Regions from separate parts of the Danio rerio genome. Here region 2 is linked to region 1. Evidence: chromatin contacts called from public Hi-C data. All regions are on one chromosome and are shown on one strand. The core of a region is the stretch at or near the end of the contact, and the rest is flanking DNA. Distances in the headings are between cores, read along the strand shown. Region 1 overlaps cerkl (CERK like autophagy regulator). Region 2 holds the start of itprid2 (ITPR interacting domain containing 2).

What was found. A called contact is a pair of places that touch in the nucleus more often than the background predicts.
Region 2: a Hi-C map of embryo shows a contact between it and region 1, with 1.8 times the contacts expected there. The contact joins the promoter of itprid2 here to the enhancer-like site in region 1. A contact is called at or near these places in 5 of 18 Hi-C or Micro-C datasets (caudal fin, embryo and an unstated tissue) and 1 of 4 datasets of contacts at active chromatin or transcription factors (embryo).

What each region holds. Positions count from the first base shown.
Region 1 is chr9:45,970,730-45,974,041 of GRCz12tu, reverse strand. All of the region lies in intron 2 of cerkl (CERK like autophagy regulator), which reads left to right. Among named protein-coding and RNA genes, the nearest start is that of cerkl, 58 kb to the left of the region's middle. Within about 2 kb of position 1,296, at least 7 of the 62 cell types and tissues checked have an H3K27ac peak or open chromatin away from gene starts, as enhancers often do.
Region 2 is chr9:46,043,837-46,047,348 of GRCz12tu, reverse strand. itprid2 (ITPR interacting domain containing 2) reads right to left here and starts at 1,536. Exons shown (of 19, transcript XM_073913157.1): 1 at 1,440-1,536.

The sequences.
Region 1 (3,312 bases), core at 47-2,546:
GCATAATTATAAAAGAAGATGCTTCAATCCTGGTTTGTGGACAATAAATCAGGTTTTTTTTGTATATTAACATAACCGATATCTATACAGCAGGGGATATTAACCTGTATTCTTTCACATTTGCCGTGCAAAAAAAGTTAAACATGCGTGCTGTGTCCACTAAGTGTGAGTGTGTGAACTTTGTAATGACATTGTCTGTGACTCATCGTTGCAGAAAAGCTTGAATTAACTCCAGAACAAATACATCAAATAATCATTGGGAAAGTTCTTACTATAGTATTCGTAGGTAGGTTTACGCGAGAACAACACGGGTGCGAACAGCACTCGCAAGACACATTTGAGATGCAAAAAAGCGCACACAGTGTCCTCTCGCGAATTCGCGAAAACAAAAACTGCAAAAGTAGGTACTTCCCGGGACGTATTTCGAAGTCTCCAGAAATACCATGAGACTACATTTTCAGAATGAGCCTGGGCTGTATAAAATTTACTTTAATGTGTGATAAGACTAAAAAGAGTCATAAACGAATATTTTCTCAATTCAAATGAATAGCGGCTTGGACTCAGAAACTGTATTCCATAAAGTATGTCACCGATACGTCACAACTTAAAAAAAAGTGGATTAGTTACACGTTTATGAATATTCATATCTGCAATAGATTTCACATGAAGATTTAGCTAACAATTTTTGGAAGCATCAACAACAAATCAAATTACGAAGCACCTAAAGACTCCCAGCCCTATATGCCACAGTGAGGGCTATCTGGTGCTCCTGTGGGATGTGTCGGGGTGGACAGATGCTTCTATGAGCTCTGCTGTAGGTATGACTGCAGTATCACTTTCACCCATTTCTGCTTGTGGATTTTTTCCCGCATATTCCCAACGGATCTTCCCCATCTCTCTGTCTGTCACACCCGCCCCCAGATAGACGTGAACGCAGACATAATGGAGGCTCCAAACACATGGTGCTGTTTTTTCCCCTCTCTGGTTAATATTAAGAAAGGTGTTATTGTCCACACTGAGAACTACAATGGCTCTAATTGAACAATATGCATGTGCGTCCTGTGTTTTAACATGGAATAATTAATAGGACGCCTAATTTTATTCTCCAAGCCTCCACTTGGTACTTCTCATTATATGGCGCCTGTGTGAATTAATTGTTCCAATGAAAGCAAGTGTATTGATTTGAAGCCCAAACCTCCACCGCAGTTCCCCGCCTCGTCTAGCGGTTGGAGCAGCTCCTGCCTGGTGATGCCCCTGCTGGAGGGGACAAATCTGGAGAGGGCTGGGTCTCCCCCACTGCTAATGCGCGCTAATGCCAGTCCCTGACACCATGCCAGATGCTCCGCTCTTGGCAGAGGATCTAAGGAAATGTCGAAGCACTCGTCCCCCGTATGGAGATCTCACGGCCGGTAGGAAAGCGGGCGTAGGACAGTGACACTCTTTTTCTCTCGCCCGTTCCATCTCCTGTATGGCCCCCAGATCTCGTACCTCCCCTCGGGCCTGCCGGATCCAGCTTCTCTCCCATCCTGACCTTTCCCACTGCAAGGCCCCAATCTGGGCTTATCTGTTGGAGGGCTCACTCCCCTCGCCAGCCAGTCAGCCAGCCAGGGATTTCAGGGCAAAAATAAGACATCTGTTCTTGAGGATTAGCAAATATTCTGTGCACCCCAGAAAGCCCGTTTGGGTATTGTGGGCTCAGTGAGTGCAACGGTCTGTGGGTTACTTAAGTGCAGTTTGATGGCTATGTTAGGTATGTTGCGACTCTCTTGTCCTCTGTGTGCCTCTTTAAGGGGGCACGGCCAAGTCAACATTCTGTCATGAACAAAACTACTACAGTACCTCCATCTATATCTGTCATAAACCTTAGGTATGACTCATATTTTCATATATTTACTTGTTTAATATGTTTCAATTTCCATCCATTATCTAATTTCTATCCATCCATCTTTCTGTCCAACCATCTATCTATCTATCTATCTATCTATCTATCTATCTATCTATCTATCTATCTATCTATCTATCTATCTATCTATCTATCTATCTATCTATCTATCTATCTATCTATCTATCTATCTATAATCTATCTACATCCATCTGTCAATTAATCTATTATCAAATTTCTATCCATCCAGTCATACTTCTATCCATCCATCCATCTTCCAATTTCCATCCATCCATCCATCCATCCATCTATCCATCCATCCATCCATCAATCCATCCATCCATCCATCCATCCATCCATCCATCCATCCATCCATCCATCCATCCATCCATCCATCCATCCATCCATCCATCCATCTGTCTATCTTCTAATTTCCTTTCCATCCATCCATCCATATTTCAAGTTCCATCCATCCATCTATCCATGCAATCATCCATCCATGCATGCATCCATCCATCCATCCATCCATCTATCCATCCATTTTTTGTCTTTCTTTCTTTCTTTCTTTCTTTCTTTCTCTCTTTCTTTCTTTCTTTCTTTCTTTCTTTCTTTCTTTCTTTCTTTCTTCCAATTTCCATCCATCCATCCATCCATCCATCCATCCATCCATCCATCCATCCTCCAATTTCAATCCATCCATCTGTCCATTTGTCAATCTATCTTCAAATTCCCTTCCTTTCATCCACCCATCTTCCATTTTTCTTTTCTTTTCTTTTCTTTCTTTCTTTCTTTCTTTCTTTTTTAATTTCCTTCCATCTATCCATCAACCAATTCATCCATCCATCTTTCAATTTCCATCCATATATCCATCCATCCTCCAATTTCAATCCATTCATCTGTCCGTTTGTCAATCTATCTTCCAATTTACTTCCATCCATCCATCTTTCAGTTTCTTTCTTTCAGTTTCTTTCTTTCTTTCTTTCTTTCTTTCTTTCTTTCTTTCTTTCTTTCTTTCTTTCTTTCTTTCTTTTGTCTTTGAATTTCACTTTGTAACTGTACTTCAATGCACATAAAGCTGAAATGCAACTCGCCATCCTCAAGTCAAATTAAAAAAAAAATTTAAAATTCAAATTTCAAAGGCCATTTGAATTCTGAATTCTAAATGACACAAACACCCCTGCACTGTAACATGAAGCATTGATGCCTCGCATATCAAACTACCACTGGACGACAATCTCAGTCCTCTCATTAGCGCAGCAGGCGAGTGTTTACGGGCAGTCCTGGGGCTTTTGTTTGCCTCTGAAATCAATGTGTAACCTGACCCAGCTCTCAGGTAATTTACCCCTGATTATGGGAAAAGCGCTCCCCTGTGCCGAATCATCATCCCCACAGGGAGACCCTCAGCCACACCATTCAGATGCTCCTCACCT
Region 2 (3,512 bases), core at 287-2,786, 73 kb before region 1:
ACCGATGTAAATTTGCCACTTGTGTGACTGATAAATCAAAAAAATTGTTTAAAAACATTGACAGAGATACTTTTGAGCATGTAAAATACTTGCTTACACACACACACACACACACACACACACACACACACACACACACACACACACACACACACACAAAACGTAGAAACAATTTCGGTATTTTGGCGAAAACTTTTTTTTTCATGGCAAGGTTGACATTTGCATGGAACTGCTCATATATGGTTAAACAACAATCAGGCTATGTACTGTAATGTACTCTACTCTGTATCAAATATGAAGCAGCTACACTTAATAGGAACTGACAGAGATAACCATAACTGATGTGCATTAGATATGTAGAAATAAATTTAATAAAATAATAATAAAGCTTTGTTATTTATCCTCTCAGAATAGAACTGGCTGCTTGCTAGGCTAGCTGCTTACCTTAAAAGTCCATATAGTTGTATAGCCATCAGCACACTTGCATAAGATTTACACAAACTCTCCGACGTAGTAGATGTCATTATAGTAGTTTTGTGCATGTTTGTTTGCACATAATTTGCATCAAGCCCTTTTATAGACATCTTGTAAGACTATATAGTTATTTTTACCATTTTACTACAACTGATTTGGCTTTGCCCATATGACAGACGCTAGGTGCTCCGACGACAAGTGTTCAGGTTGAGAACACAATTAAACTACAGCAAAATCTCCAGTCAGACATTTCTTTTCGGATATAAGTGTCATCTTAAGTGATCAAGAAAACACAAAGGCCTTTAAACACTTCTTCCACTTCAGATGAGAGCTTTGGGTGGCGCTGAATTAAGCTCTTCATGCTTTCTTTTATTCCGCTCGCTTGATTAGTAATGCATCAAGAATTCAAAGACTGGGATACTATCAGTGTTATTATCATTCCAATGAACATCACTAAAGTTCAAGCACATCACTAAGGCTTTTTAATGAGGCTATAAACTTCACATTTGATCGCTTTCCAGGCACAAACAGCAGGTGACATGGCCATGGCACAATTATCATAACCATCATCATCATTAGTAATCAGACACATCATCAGTTTGTCATATTAAAGTCATCCGATTAGTTGCAAAACTTTGTTACATAGTCCAGAGGATCATCCATCACCGCGTAAAAGTTCTCTTCACTTTACCTTTTACAAAATATAAATACTAATTTACTCTCTCAATCACGCGCGCATGCTAAACAACTCTATTAGACTCTGTAAATACACTTGAGAAATGAGCGCGTGCTTAAAAACACCATAGGCTGTTGCGCATTTAAATCAGCACGAACAGTATTTCAGTGAGCATCTCCGCGTAAAACAGCTTCAGCCCATCGCGAGATTAGAAAACAAACAGCGAAAGTAACTGTAGCAGAAGATAAAACAAAGCAAAAAAAAAAAAAAGCTGAAAAGCCAAACTTACCATGTCTCGACTGGACGTGATGATGATGATGATGATCGCGCGCTGATATAGAAGTATCTGTGCACTGAATCATCTGCCAAAACTATTCCAAAACTTCAAGTGCAACGCTTCCGCTTCCGGAAAAAAGTATCGAGATGGGCGAGACGAAGCCCAAAAATACGCCTGGCCTGAAACCTGCTGGAAGAAGATAAGCAGTACACCATCCCTACCTCATCCAAACCAATGACTTTAAAACTATAGATCAAAACCAAAAATACAGTACAGTTATTACAGTTACAACAGACAGACAGACAGACAGACAGACAGACAGACAGATAGATAGATAGATAGATAGATAGATAGATAGATAGATAGATAGATAGATAGATAGATAGATAGATAGATAGATAGATAGATAGATAGATAGTGTTGTCTTTAAATGATTCTTGATCTAAATACGCATTATTGTTGTTTCTATTTATTTAAAATTTAAAATTACTTTAATAATAATAAAATCTTATTTTAAGTGAATTTTCACAAACTAATCTCGAGAGGAGCACGTGATTTGATTGTGATTATAAATCAGGGTTATTTTATTTATTATTTCTTTTAATCTGAAGTAAAGAACATTGGTAAACATTTGAAAACATGACAAGATTGTTATGTTAAAATTGAAAGGAACGCCGTAGTTTACAGATAGTTTACAAACTAAAAGAAATATTTTAAATATTATAATATTATTTATTTAATTTGTTTCTGAATTATGCTTCAATCATATTTTTCTCATGTAGAAAACTGGCAAAATAAACTTTAATAATAATAAATACATTTTACTAATGACAACATGTCAGCAAGCATAACTAATGTTTTAATTTGCTGTGATTAAAAAATTATTTTATAAAATATGTTTAGTCTGAAGAAAATACCATTGTTATCGTGTTGAAATGAATAAATAAAATCGTGTAAAATAAATAAAAACATGACAATTTTTCATTCTATATACCAAATTAATAAATCAAAATTTGAAAAAATGTCATATATTTACAGACTAAAACTAAAAGCAATTATATTACATAGAAAAAATATAAACAAAATCATATATTTTTAAAATAGTTGAAGTCAGAATTATTAGCCCCCGTTTGATTTTTTATTTTTTTATTTTTTAAATATTTCCCAAAATGATGTTTAATAGAGCAAGGAAATTTTCACAGTATGTCTGATAATATTTTTTCTTCTGGAGGAAGTCTTATTTGTTTTGTTTTGTGTAGAATAAAAGCAGTTTTAAATTTTTTAAACACTATTTTAAGGACACAATTATTAGCCCCTTTAAACTGTTTTTTTTCCCGACTGTCTACAGGGCAAACCATCCTTATGCAATAACTTGCCTTATTATTCTAACCTGCCTAGTTAACCCAATTAACCTAGTTAAGCCTTTAAATGTCATGTTAAGCTGTATAGAAGTGTCTTGAAAAATATCTAGTAAAATATTATTTACTGTCATCATGGCAAAGATAAAATAAATCAGTTATTAGTAATTAGTTATTATTATGTTTAGAAATGTATTGAAAAAAATCTGCTCTTCGTTAAACAGAAATTTAGGGAAAATAGGGGGGTCTCGTAAACTATATACAAATATTTAAAATATATCATTCTAAAACATGACTTTATTTCATAATTTACATACACACGGTTGCTTTGAGAACAACATATAGAGTTATTTTGAACTGTTTTTATCTACTTTTAACTTTAGTATTATGTTATATTCACCTTTCCCACATTTACAGTCGCACATCTATAGTATCAATATATTTCCTGACAACTTCAGCACTGATGTTTTCTTATGCATGCCTTCTGCAACTAAGGCTTTCCTTTGAAATCTGTGAGGGAACATGAATGTGTGACAATAAAATAAGCCTTGTTTTTTAGTGAGGAAAAGGACTTAAATCTCCTTATTCTATGGTTAGGGCATAACAATGACTTATATAAAATCAAACATTGCATTCACTTTATTGTAATGGCCAAGTCAACAAAAATAACCAAAGTCTCAGCTGTTTAGTTAATGCACAGCTTATAAGATATTCCCAATGATAAAGT